Regions from separate parts of the Oryctolagus cuniculus genome. Here region 2 is linked to region 1. Evidence: chromatin contacts called from public Hi-C data. All regions are on one chromosome and are shown on one strand. The core of a region is the stretch at or near the end of the contact, and the rest is flanking DNA. Distances in the headings are between cores, read along the strand shown. Region 1 overlaps MYO1E (myosin IE). Region 2 holds the start of MYO1E (myosin IE).

Region 1 (4,751 bases), core at 379-2,878:
ATATATACCCTTTGACTCAACAATTCTGCTTGAGAGAATTTTTCCTTTACATGGGCTAGAATGTCTGCAAAATGATGCTTCCGTAAAGTTACATGACATTTTTGGTAACACAAAAGAGTAGAAACAACTTATTAAGGGCTCATCAGTAGACAACTGGTGAAAAAGAAGTTGATGGTTCATCCTAATGGAATATCATCAAACCTTTATGTGCAGATATAGAATAATCTGAATGATAATGTCAATTACAAAAAAAAAAAAATTAATGTTCCCAAGCTTATGTATAGTAAGCTGCCATTCGTTTGAATGGGTATCCCATAACCCTGGATGTAGACATGAAAAACTGGTACAATAATTGTCTTCAATGAGGGGAGCTGGGAGTCTGGGGAAAGGGTATGTTTCCTATACATCCTATAGAAACTTGCATGTTTTGAACTGTGTTGATAATTGCTAATTTAAGAAACATAAAATTTTCAAGGAAAAGAGAGAAAAATGGAAAGAGTAGATATTAAAGGGGAAACCCTAGGAGAGGGAGAAGACTCAACAAAGAAGACATGAGCAGTGAGAAGAAAGGGGAGTGAATGTGTAAGATGGGCAGAGAAGGAAGATTTAGGAGGACAGTGTGATGAACCGGGTAGTCACAACTTGATCCGTTCTTGGTTTCCCTCATTGCAGTAGCAGAAGGAACATTGATGGAAATAGGCAAACTCCTCCCTACAGTGCGATGGGTCATGGTGATGGTGGAATAAGGTCCACAGAGCGCCATCCAAGCTCACAGCATGCATCCTGTACATGCTGCTAGTGACTTTTTTCAACATTGGAATTCATTTTCCATGGTAGAGTTCATCTAATAAGCAGTATGATTGCCATAGTCAGTTGTAGATTTTCAAAATGCACATTAAAATTCTCTTCACTGTGGCCATCCCTGCTAATCAAATAGGGTTCTATCATCATGGCTGAGTCACCAAGGCAGAGTCCAGAATTCCTTATGTAGAGTACAATAACTCTGTCCAGTAGAAAGATGATGAAGGCCATGCATATAAATTTTCTAGTAGCCACAGTTTAAAAAAGGAAAAACAAATAATAATTCTTAAAATATATATTTTGGGGAATGGGCCTTGTGGTGCAGTGGATTAAACCATGCCTTGGATGTGCCGGTTTTAGTCCTACCTCCACTTTCAATCTAGCTCCCTGTCAATGCACCTGGAAAGCACAGATGATGGTCCAGCTCTGGCTGTTGTGCCCATCTGGGGAGTGAACCAGCGGATAGAAGACCTCTCGTTCTCTCTGCCTCTCTGTAACTCTGCCTTTCAAATAAATAAATAAATCTTAAAAAATGGGGGGAGAGGCTCTCCTTGTATCTCTTCCCTTCTCTAATCATAGAGTTTTAAACAGTTTTATGCCTGTATCCATCTATCAACTATCAGTGATGTCCAACAGAACATTGGGACACACGGTGAGCATCTCAGGGAAGAGAAAGAAATAATGGTGAAAGGGCAGCCCACTTAGAAAACAGCATCCTGGACTCCTGTCTCCATGTCAGCCATCTAAGGAGAGGGTACAATCACAGAGATGGAAAAAAGCAAGTGGACTGAACCACACCAACCTGGGTTCTAGGGATGCACTCCCTGTCCAATATGGACACCACTCGGGTGAAAGAGCCCAAGGACTTGGGCTTTCTTCCACTGCTTTCCCAGGCCATAACAGAGAGCTAGATTAGAAGTTGAAAAGCCTGAACATGGACCAGTGCCTTTATGGGAAGCTGGCACTACAGACGGTGGCTTTACCCACTATGCCACAGAACCAGCCCCAGGCCTCTCCTTTTTTCTCTATGAGAAGCTGATTGTCCTAAGTGGTACAGGCACATCAGGCCAGCAGCAGACAAGAAATAGAAAGGATTCATGAAGATCCACAAACTCAGAATTAATTTTACAAAGAAAAGTAAAGTTTATTTAAATCCTTGAGTTTTTCAAGGACAACGGGCAGCTTGGCAATAGGTTTCTAGGCTTTGAAACTGATTCCCTGGAGGGATCACCCCGAAATTTCCCTCGGGGCCATTACTAATGACCGTTTCCCAGTTGGGATGGAATGCCAGTTCTCACTTCTTACAGCAGTTCCCCTTCTGAATGTTCGGGGGAGTGCCAAAGGAATACTTCACTCCTCTATGGTCAATTAGTAGTTAGTGCCTTAATTTGGTCCTGTTTGCTATCGCCTATGACCTAGTGGCCAGACTGTGGACGGTTAATGTTGACTTTTCTCTTCCTGTTTTCCTATGAGTCCAGTGATGCTGAGCTCTTGGCTTGGAATTAGTCAGTAGCTAAAGAGCGCAAGCCAGAAGACTTGTTATTTCTGGAACATGTTGAACCATAGCATGTGAATAATTAGAAGTACAAGGAATGACTCACTTGTTGAAAGACCTCTCCGGCACCAAATCCTATCTGCTGAGCTGTCTTCTGTCCTGGTGTATTTTGCACACTTTTCAGCCTGGCAGAGAACTGGTGTGTGTAAAAAATCAAATTCTCCCCCTCTAGCAGTAGGCCAGGAGTGTTCCTCACAATGCGTTGTTGACCCTTGCTGGAGCTGGTTGGAGATGCAACTTCTTGGGCCTCATGTTAGAGCTACTGATTTTGCATCTACATTGTAACTAGTTCCCCAGATTTTTTTTTTATAAAAAACTAAGATTTTATTTATTTGAGAAGTGGAGTAACAGAGAGGGAGAGAGAAAGGTCTTCCATCCACTGGTTTACTTCCTAAATGAGCCGATCCGAAGCCAGGATCTTCTTCCAGGTCTCCCATGCAGGTGCAAGGGCCCAAGCACGTGGGCCATCCTCCACTGCTTTCCCACGCCATTAGCAGGGATCTGGATCAGAAGTGGAGCAGCTGGGACTTGAACTGGCACCCATATGGGATGCCAGCTACATAGGCAGAGGCGTAGCCTACTATGCCACAGTGCCAGCCCCACTCCCAGATAGTTTATACACATTAAAAGTTTGAGAAGCACAAAATTATATTTCATAACCCTGTTTGGGGAAGAGAAACTGATTAATTTCCCTTGATAACTCTTGTTGTGGAGCAGGTGAGAGGAGGGCTGACACAGGCAGGTGGGGCAGTTGGGAAAGGGTAGTGACAGTAAAAGCTTCGGTCAGAACAGCAAGGATGTGCACTTTTGTTTTTCACTTTGCTTCCTGATGAGACTTCTAGTGCACCCAGAAGTAATGGTTGAAAGCCAATCCAGGAATGCTAATAGATCCTGATTTACTCGTGGCTCTCTGGCTCCTGGGGATCTTGCAGCAGGCCAAATGGGTGGCAAGACCTGATACAAACAGGCATGAGTCTGTCTCAGTGAAAGAATAAATCCTCAAGGAACCCCCAGAGTACATGTGGATTTGGGGTCTCCCACCTCACTGTGTTCAGAAGCCAAGACCTTAGGGAACATCTGGGTGCGTGTTACGTGCTGCTGTTTGCAGCGGCCTAACCTCGGCTCTGTTTGTCTCGACAGCACGTGAAGGACATCATCCTGCAGTCCAACCCGCTGCTGGAGGCCTTCGGGAACGCCAAGACCGTGCGCAACAACAACTCCAGCCGATTTGTGAGTTCCCCGCTTCCAAGCGCGTTGCCCCATCCAACAGGGTGATACTCTCCCTCGAGGTCACACCCCAAAGCAAATGCAAGCTTGCCACGTATCAGGAGGCCTTCCTTTTAGTCTTGTCTTCATTCTCTATGTCAAGTTGCTGTGGCTTCGATTTGCCCTTTCACCGGAGTTATTTCTGAGCCTTAGGAATGCAGACAAAATTGTTTTACAAACCTTTCTCCACTGGAGCTGTGTTACTAAGAAAAGTGACAGTCATTAAAGGTGTAAAAGATTTTTCCCCTAAAGCTATGAGCATAGTAGATGGGATCCCAGGGATGACTGGCCACTTGCACGGACTGGACTTGTTAGAGCTTAGTCTGTGGACACTGAAGAAAGCGGACACTTGCACTGCCTGGGCCCCTTGGACAGAACCTTCCTGCTCCCTGTCCATTAGCGTGAGCTGACCTCCTGCCCACCCCTCTAGCCCTGTGCATTTGTTTTGTGTATACTTACATAATACCAGGATACCCAGAAGTGACTGAACCTGGCTACGTGGGTTCCTTGGCAATGAAAATATCAACCACACGCACTGTCGTGAGTGACCACTCTGACTTTTCCATCTGGGTGTCTCCTGGGTGGGGGAGGGGGGTGAATTGGAATGCTGGCAGGTATAATTTATCCATGACCAAAAAAAAAGCCACATTTAAAAAGAAATTAAGTGCTTACCCAGTAGCCTAATTTATATAGACTTGGTATCTTATTTCACCCACAGATTACGTCTGATACTAAAGCATGTAAGAAGCGATCTGTGAGGCTGGCACTGGGCCATTTTAAAATAAATAAGTGGAATTTCAGAGAATAACAATTTCTTTTTCATCCATGACCTTGGAAAGAAGTTTCCTTTTTAAGATTTTTATTTTTATTTGAAAGACAGAGTCATACAGAGAGAGGGAAATATCTTTCATCCACTGGTTCACTCCCCAAGTGGCCACAACAGCCAGGGCTGGGCCAAGCTGAAGTCAGGATCTTCATCCAGGTCTCCCACATGGGAGGTGCAGGGGCCCTTGTACTTGGGGCATCTTCCACTGCTTTCCCAGACACATTAGCAGGGAGCTGGATAGGAAGTGGTGTACCCAGGACTCAAACCAGTGCCCCTAAGGGATGCTGGCGCTGCAGATGGTGG
Region 2 (5,128 bases), core at 2,030-4,529, 130 kb before region 1:
GGTGAAGGAACAAAGAATTCCACATGTGTTGGCCACCTTTATACACATTTCACTTTATGTGCACATGTATCTATTTTAGAGATAAGGAAGCTAAAGCTCAGAGAAATGAAGACCCCACAGTCGGTTAAGAGCAGAGCCAGATTGCGGTGGGCATTTGGCACACCGGTTAGGACACCACTGGGGATACCCACATCCCATATCAGAGTAGCTGGGCTGGAGTCCCAGTCCTACTTTCAATGCCAGCTTCCTGCTAATGTGTGCCCTAGGAGGCAGCTGGTGATGGCTCCAGTGGTTGGATCTCACCACCCAGGAGACAGACTTGGATTGTGTTCTCTGCTTTGACTGCAGACAGGCCCAGCCTTGGCTGCTACAGGGATCTGGAGAGTGAAACAGCAGATGGCAGCTTGCTGTCTGTCTCTCTGCCTTAAAAAAAAAAAGAAGAAAGAGAAAGAGAGGGAGAGAGAGAGAGAGAAAGGAAGGAAGGAAGGAAGGAAGGAAGAGAGAGAGAGAGAGAGAGAGAATGAAAGAAAGAAAGAAAGAAAGAAAGAAAGAAAGAAAGGCCAAACTTCTAATTCAGGTTTATATGCCACTAAATCTCTTAATGTAAGCTCTGCTTAGACACACACAAGCCCTGCCTGCTTGGGGCCAGCACAGCAGGTTGATGCCTGCTTCCCATATGAGCATCAGTTCAAGTCCCAGCTGCTCCACTTCTGATCCAGCTCCCTGCTAATGCACCTGTGGAAGCAGGGGAAATGGCCCAAGTGCTTGGGCCCCTGTCACCCATGTGGGAGACCCAGATGAGTTCCAGGCTCTTGGCTTCTCGGCCTGCCTCAACTCTGACCATTGCAGCCATCTGGGAGTGAACAAGCAGACAGAAGATCTCTGTCTCTCTCTGTCTTCTACTCTCTATGCAACTTTGCCTTTCAAATAAATACATATAAATCTTCGTTAAAAAAAAAAAATTCCTGCCTAACCAGAGTTGGGGAGTAGCACTTGAAGTTGAAAAGAGATTATTGGGGGCAAATAAACCATTTTTTTTTTGACAGGCAGAGTGGACAGTGAGAGAGAGAGACAGAGAGAAAGGTCTTCCTTTTCCATTGGTTCACCCCCCAAATGGCCGCTACGGCTGGCGCACCGTGCTGATCCGAAGCCGGGAGCCAGGTGCTTCTCCTGGTCTCCCATGGGGTGCAGGGCCCAAGCACTTGGGCCATCCTCCACTGCACTCCCTGGCCACAGCAGAGAGCTGGACAGGAAGAGGGGCAACTGGGACAGAATCCGGCGCCCCAACCGGACTAGAACCCGGTGTGCTGGCGCTGCAGGCAGAGGATTAGCCTATTGAGCCACGGTGCTGGCCAAATAAACCATTTTAAAAAATAGTTTTAAAAAAACTCAAATGATGATACAATTGATAAATAGTGTCAAGGTAGTTTTTGGCAAATGCAAGGGTGATTGATTAGGGCTAGTGCTGTGCAGAGTATGCTAAGCCTCTGTCTGTGGTGCTGCATCACTTATGGGTGCTGATTCCTGTCCTGGCTGCTCCACTTCCTATTCAGCTCTCTGCTATGGCCTGGGAAAGCAGAAGGTGGCCCAACTGCTTGGGTCCCTGTACCCGCATGGGAATCCTGGAAGGAGCTACTCGCTCCTGGCTTCCGATCGGCCCAGCTCTGACCATTACGGCCATTTGAGGAGTGAACCAGTGGATGGAAGACCTTTCTGTCTCTCCCTCTCTCTATCCATAACTCTGCCTCTCAAATAAATAAATAAAATCTTTAAAAAAAGAAGTTAATCATTGGGTTATTAAACAGATTTTCAGTGTTTCATTACATCTTTGGATTAAATTTGAGCAAAGCAACAATGTCTTTGCCTGTATATCTTGAAGCCTTTGTCAATCCAACTGTTAATCATGGTTGACCTTGTCTGGCAGATGTGTTAGGCATTGTGTCATTTTCAACACAAGTAAAATTTCTTGTGTACTACCAGTAAGCCACTTACTACTAGTAAACTCAAATTTCTCTTTTGGCAACCAACATTTCTCTTTTGATAATGTAAAATAGATTCTAAAACACTGATAGTGTTAAATTTTTAAAATTATTTATTTATATTTACTTGAAAGGCAGAATGAAAGCAGAGAAACAGAGAGAAAGATCTCCCATCTTCTGTTTTACTTCTGAAATCCCTGAGTTAGACCAAAGCCAGAAGCCCAGAATTCTATCTGGGTTTCCTGCCACAGAGGCAGGAGCGGAGCCAGGAGCTTCTTTTGGGTCTCCCACATGTGGATGCAAGGGCCAAGCACTTGGGCCATCTTCCACTGCCTTCCTGGGTGCATTAGCAAGGAGATTGATGGGAAGTGGAGCAGCCTGGACTCCACCGGGTGCCCCTATGGGATGCTGGCCCTGCAGGCCGAGGCTTAGCCTTCTATACCGCAGCCCCGACCCCACACCCACTGCCAATTACTCCCATCTTCCCTCCTGCAAGTTCCTGGAAAACCACTAATCTACTTTTTGTCTACACATACTGCCCTATTCTCCACTGCACACGAACGTAATTACACGGCAGGCGGTGCTTTGCGCCTGGCTCCTTTCCCTCCAATGTTAGCAGGGTTTGTCCGTTGCTGCGCTTCACCCTGCTGAAGGCTGAGTGACATTTTGCTGCACGGGCTGCCCTGCCCTGCCCTCCCAACTTTCTAGGCATGATGATGTTTAACACCCTGCCAAGTCTGCCATCCTGTCGTCAGGCCGAGGACTACAAGGGATTAAATAAACCATCGTTAAGTCATCATTTGCTCCCTCGTTTTTCTATGCCCTGGAGTTTTCAAATCTTATCTTCCACAGATTTCAGGGCAGCCTGGTGGTGATCCACCGGGTCTCCCTCCTCAGCCCCCCAGGTAGTGAACTCTCCCTCCCTACCATTATTTCAGGGGTTCTGCTCTGTCCCCACCCCCACCTTCTCCTGGCCCACCTGGTTTCCTGTAACCTGACACTCCGGAATAACGCACTCGGGCAGCCCTGATTGCTTTGAGCAGATACGCATTCCTGGAGGTTGGGTACGGTTTCTTCCCACCTATCTCCTCCTGGTCCCTCTGCTAGGTGCGTGGGCAACTTCTCCCCCCAAAACGCCTTCCTTTGTGTTCCGAGGAATTTCAGGTACAAGGCGGGGTGAGGGCGGGGGTGATTATTTTTGACTTTCCTCACAACCCAGACGTAGGAAAGAAAAAGGATTTCCTTTGGGCTGCTGCCATGAGTCTGATCCTCTATGTTGATAAAATATTTCCTTCTTGAAAAAAAAAAAGTCCAGGACAATCACGCCACTTCAGCTCGGACGCTAACTGTAACTTTCAAAAAAAGACAATTTTTTTTAAACAAGAAAGAAACTTAAAAAGGAATAGGAGGGGTTTGCTTCTTTTTCACAGAGGGTTTCCTTTCCAACAGTCCCGGTCTTGCCACCAGGAGCGAGCCGGGTCCGCAGCGTTCCTGGGAGGCTGGCGCGGCCGGCGGACTACAGGATCCAGAGGGCCTTGGAAACCGCAGCAGCCGCACGCTCGTTGGCTACCGCCGGTTCCCTGAGGAGTGACGCGGCCAAAACAAAGCCTGATTGGCCGGGTCTGGGCTGAATTCTCCATTTATGGACAGATCGCCCGGCCCGAGCCGAGCCTCAGCCTGAGGAGTACGGATTAAGTGCTGGAAGAAAGAGGAGCGAGGCCGGGGAGCTGGGCAGCCGCGCCGAGCGCAACCGACTCCGTCAGGCGAGCGGCAGCCGCCGGGTCCCAGGGGACCCCAGCCCTCTCCGCAGTATGCGCCCCGCCTGCTAGGGCGCCCCCGTCTCGCCCTCACCTAGCGCCGCCGATCCCGCCTGGATGCAGTCCCCGCTAGGTTCCCATTGGCTCCTGTGAGTGCTTGGGTGTCGGGAGCCTGGTTTTGGCGACGGGAACCAACTTTTGAAGTTCGCCCAGGAGCCTGCGTTCCAGCCTCAAGCTCCCGGGCACCCGAACCGGCGGAGGCGCGACCGCGACGCGAGTCACCATGGTGAGTTGACCGCGCTGCGTCCCCGGGGCGCCCGGCTCTGGCACGGGGCAGAAAGCCCCGGAGCGCGGCACCCACCTTGGGCGCGCTGCCCGGGCCCCGGGCGGAGAAGGTGGACGCGGGAGCCGGCACGTCGCGGACTCTGTCTGTCTGCTGCTGCTTTCCGAAACCCGGGAGTGAAAGCGAGGGGCCAAGGAAAACTTTTCCTTCAAGTCGCTTTCTGCGTCGCGCAACTTTTCTGTGGCCGGCTTTGCTATGGCTGCCAGCCGTCGGCAGCCCGAGCGTGGGCACATCTGGTTGCAGAGGCACGGATCCCCTCCTGCCTGCCGGGAAGGTGGGGTCCTGGCCGGCCGCCGCCAAGTTCGCGTCCCCCTCCCGGCGGCGGGCACCGTCGCGGGCTGCCTCCCCGGCGGGGGCGGCCCGGCTGCGCCCGCAGCTGTCCCGCCTGGCACCGGCCCGGCGGCGGGGGCGGCCCCGGCCGGCCCGGGCGAGGGAGCGGCGCGGCCGCACAAAGGCGGGCGGGGGCGCCAGGTAGCGCGATCACCTGGCGGTGGCCAGGCTGCTGAGAGAGAAAGTGACCCGGGCGCAGCCAGGAGCCACGCGGGCCTTGGGATCCGTGGGGGGCGCGGGCGGCCGAGTAAGCACGTCGGGTAGTGGGGGGACCCCACCCCGTCCCAAGTGCGAGGTGGCCGGGAACGTCCGGGGGTGTGGTGAGCGGCTCGCACCGGGAGGAGCCCTCTCGAGTCCGGAACGGGATTATTCTGTCCTCCTTGGCGTTCGGGCGTCTGTGGCATTGGCTGCTGCTTTCGCCGCCTCGCCGGTGACTTTTTCTAAGCTTTGCCCTCCCTTGCCGCCGGGTAACTCTCGCCACCTCCCCCGGGTGTTGGTGCGTTGGGTGTTGGTGTGGTGCACTTTTCTGTCCGAGGCACAAAAAGCAAGGTCTCTGGGGGAGATGGGCAATCCACCAGAAATAAAAGTGCCGCTTCCAGGCGGTCCCGCACTTGCTTCGTTCCTGACATTTCTGACGATCCGGAGTAGGTGGGTGAACTGGTCCTCTTCTGCTCTGCTGTTGTTTGATGCCCGTGAACGTGAGTTTGCTAAGTCAGAGC

Evidence for each region. A called contact is a pair of places that touch in the nucleus more often than the background predicts.
Region 2: a Hi-C map of an unstated tissue shows a contact between it and region 1, with 2.5 times the contacts expected there. The contact joins the promoter of MYO1E here to the enhancer-like site in region 1. A contact is called at or near these places in 2 of 6 Hi-C or Micro-C datasets (embryonic fibroblasts and an unstated tissue).

What each region holds. Positions count from the first base shown.
Region 1 is chr12:82,097,443-82,102,193 of mOryCun1.1, reverse strand. It overlaps MYO1E (myosin IE), which reads left to right. Exons shown (of 28, transcript XM_008268949.4): 6 at 3,497-3,586. Among named protein-coding and RNA genes, the nearest start is that of MYO1E, 130 kb to the left of the region's middle. Within about 2 kb of position 1,628, at least 1 of the 8 cell types and tissues checked has an H3K27ac peak or open chromatin away from gene starts, as enhancers often do.
Region 2 is chr12:82,224,727-82,229,854 of mOryCun1.1, reverse strand. MYO1E (myosin IE) reads left to right here and starts at 3,279. Exons shown (of 28, transcript XM_008268949.4): 1 at 3,279-4,022. The coding sequence starts at 4,020.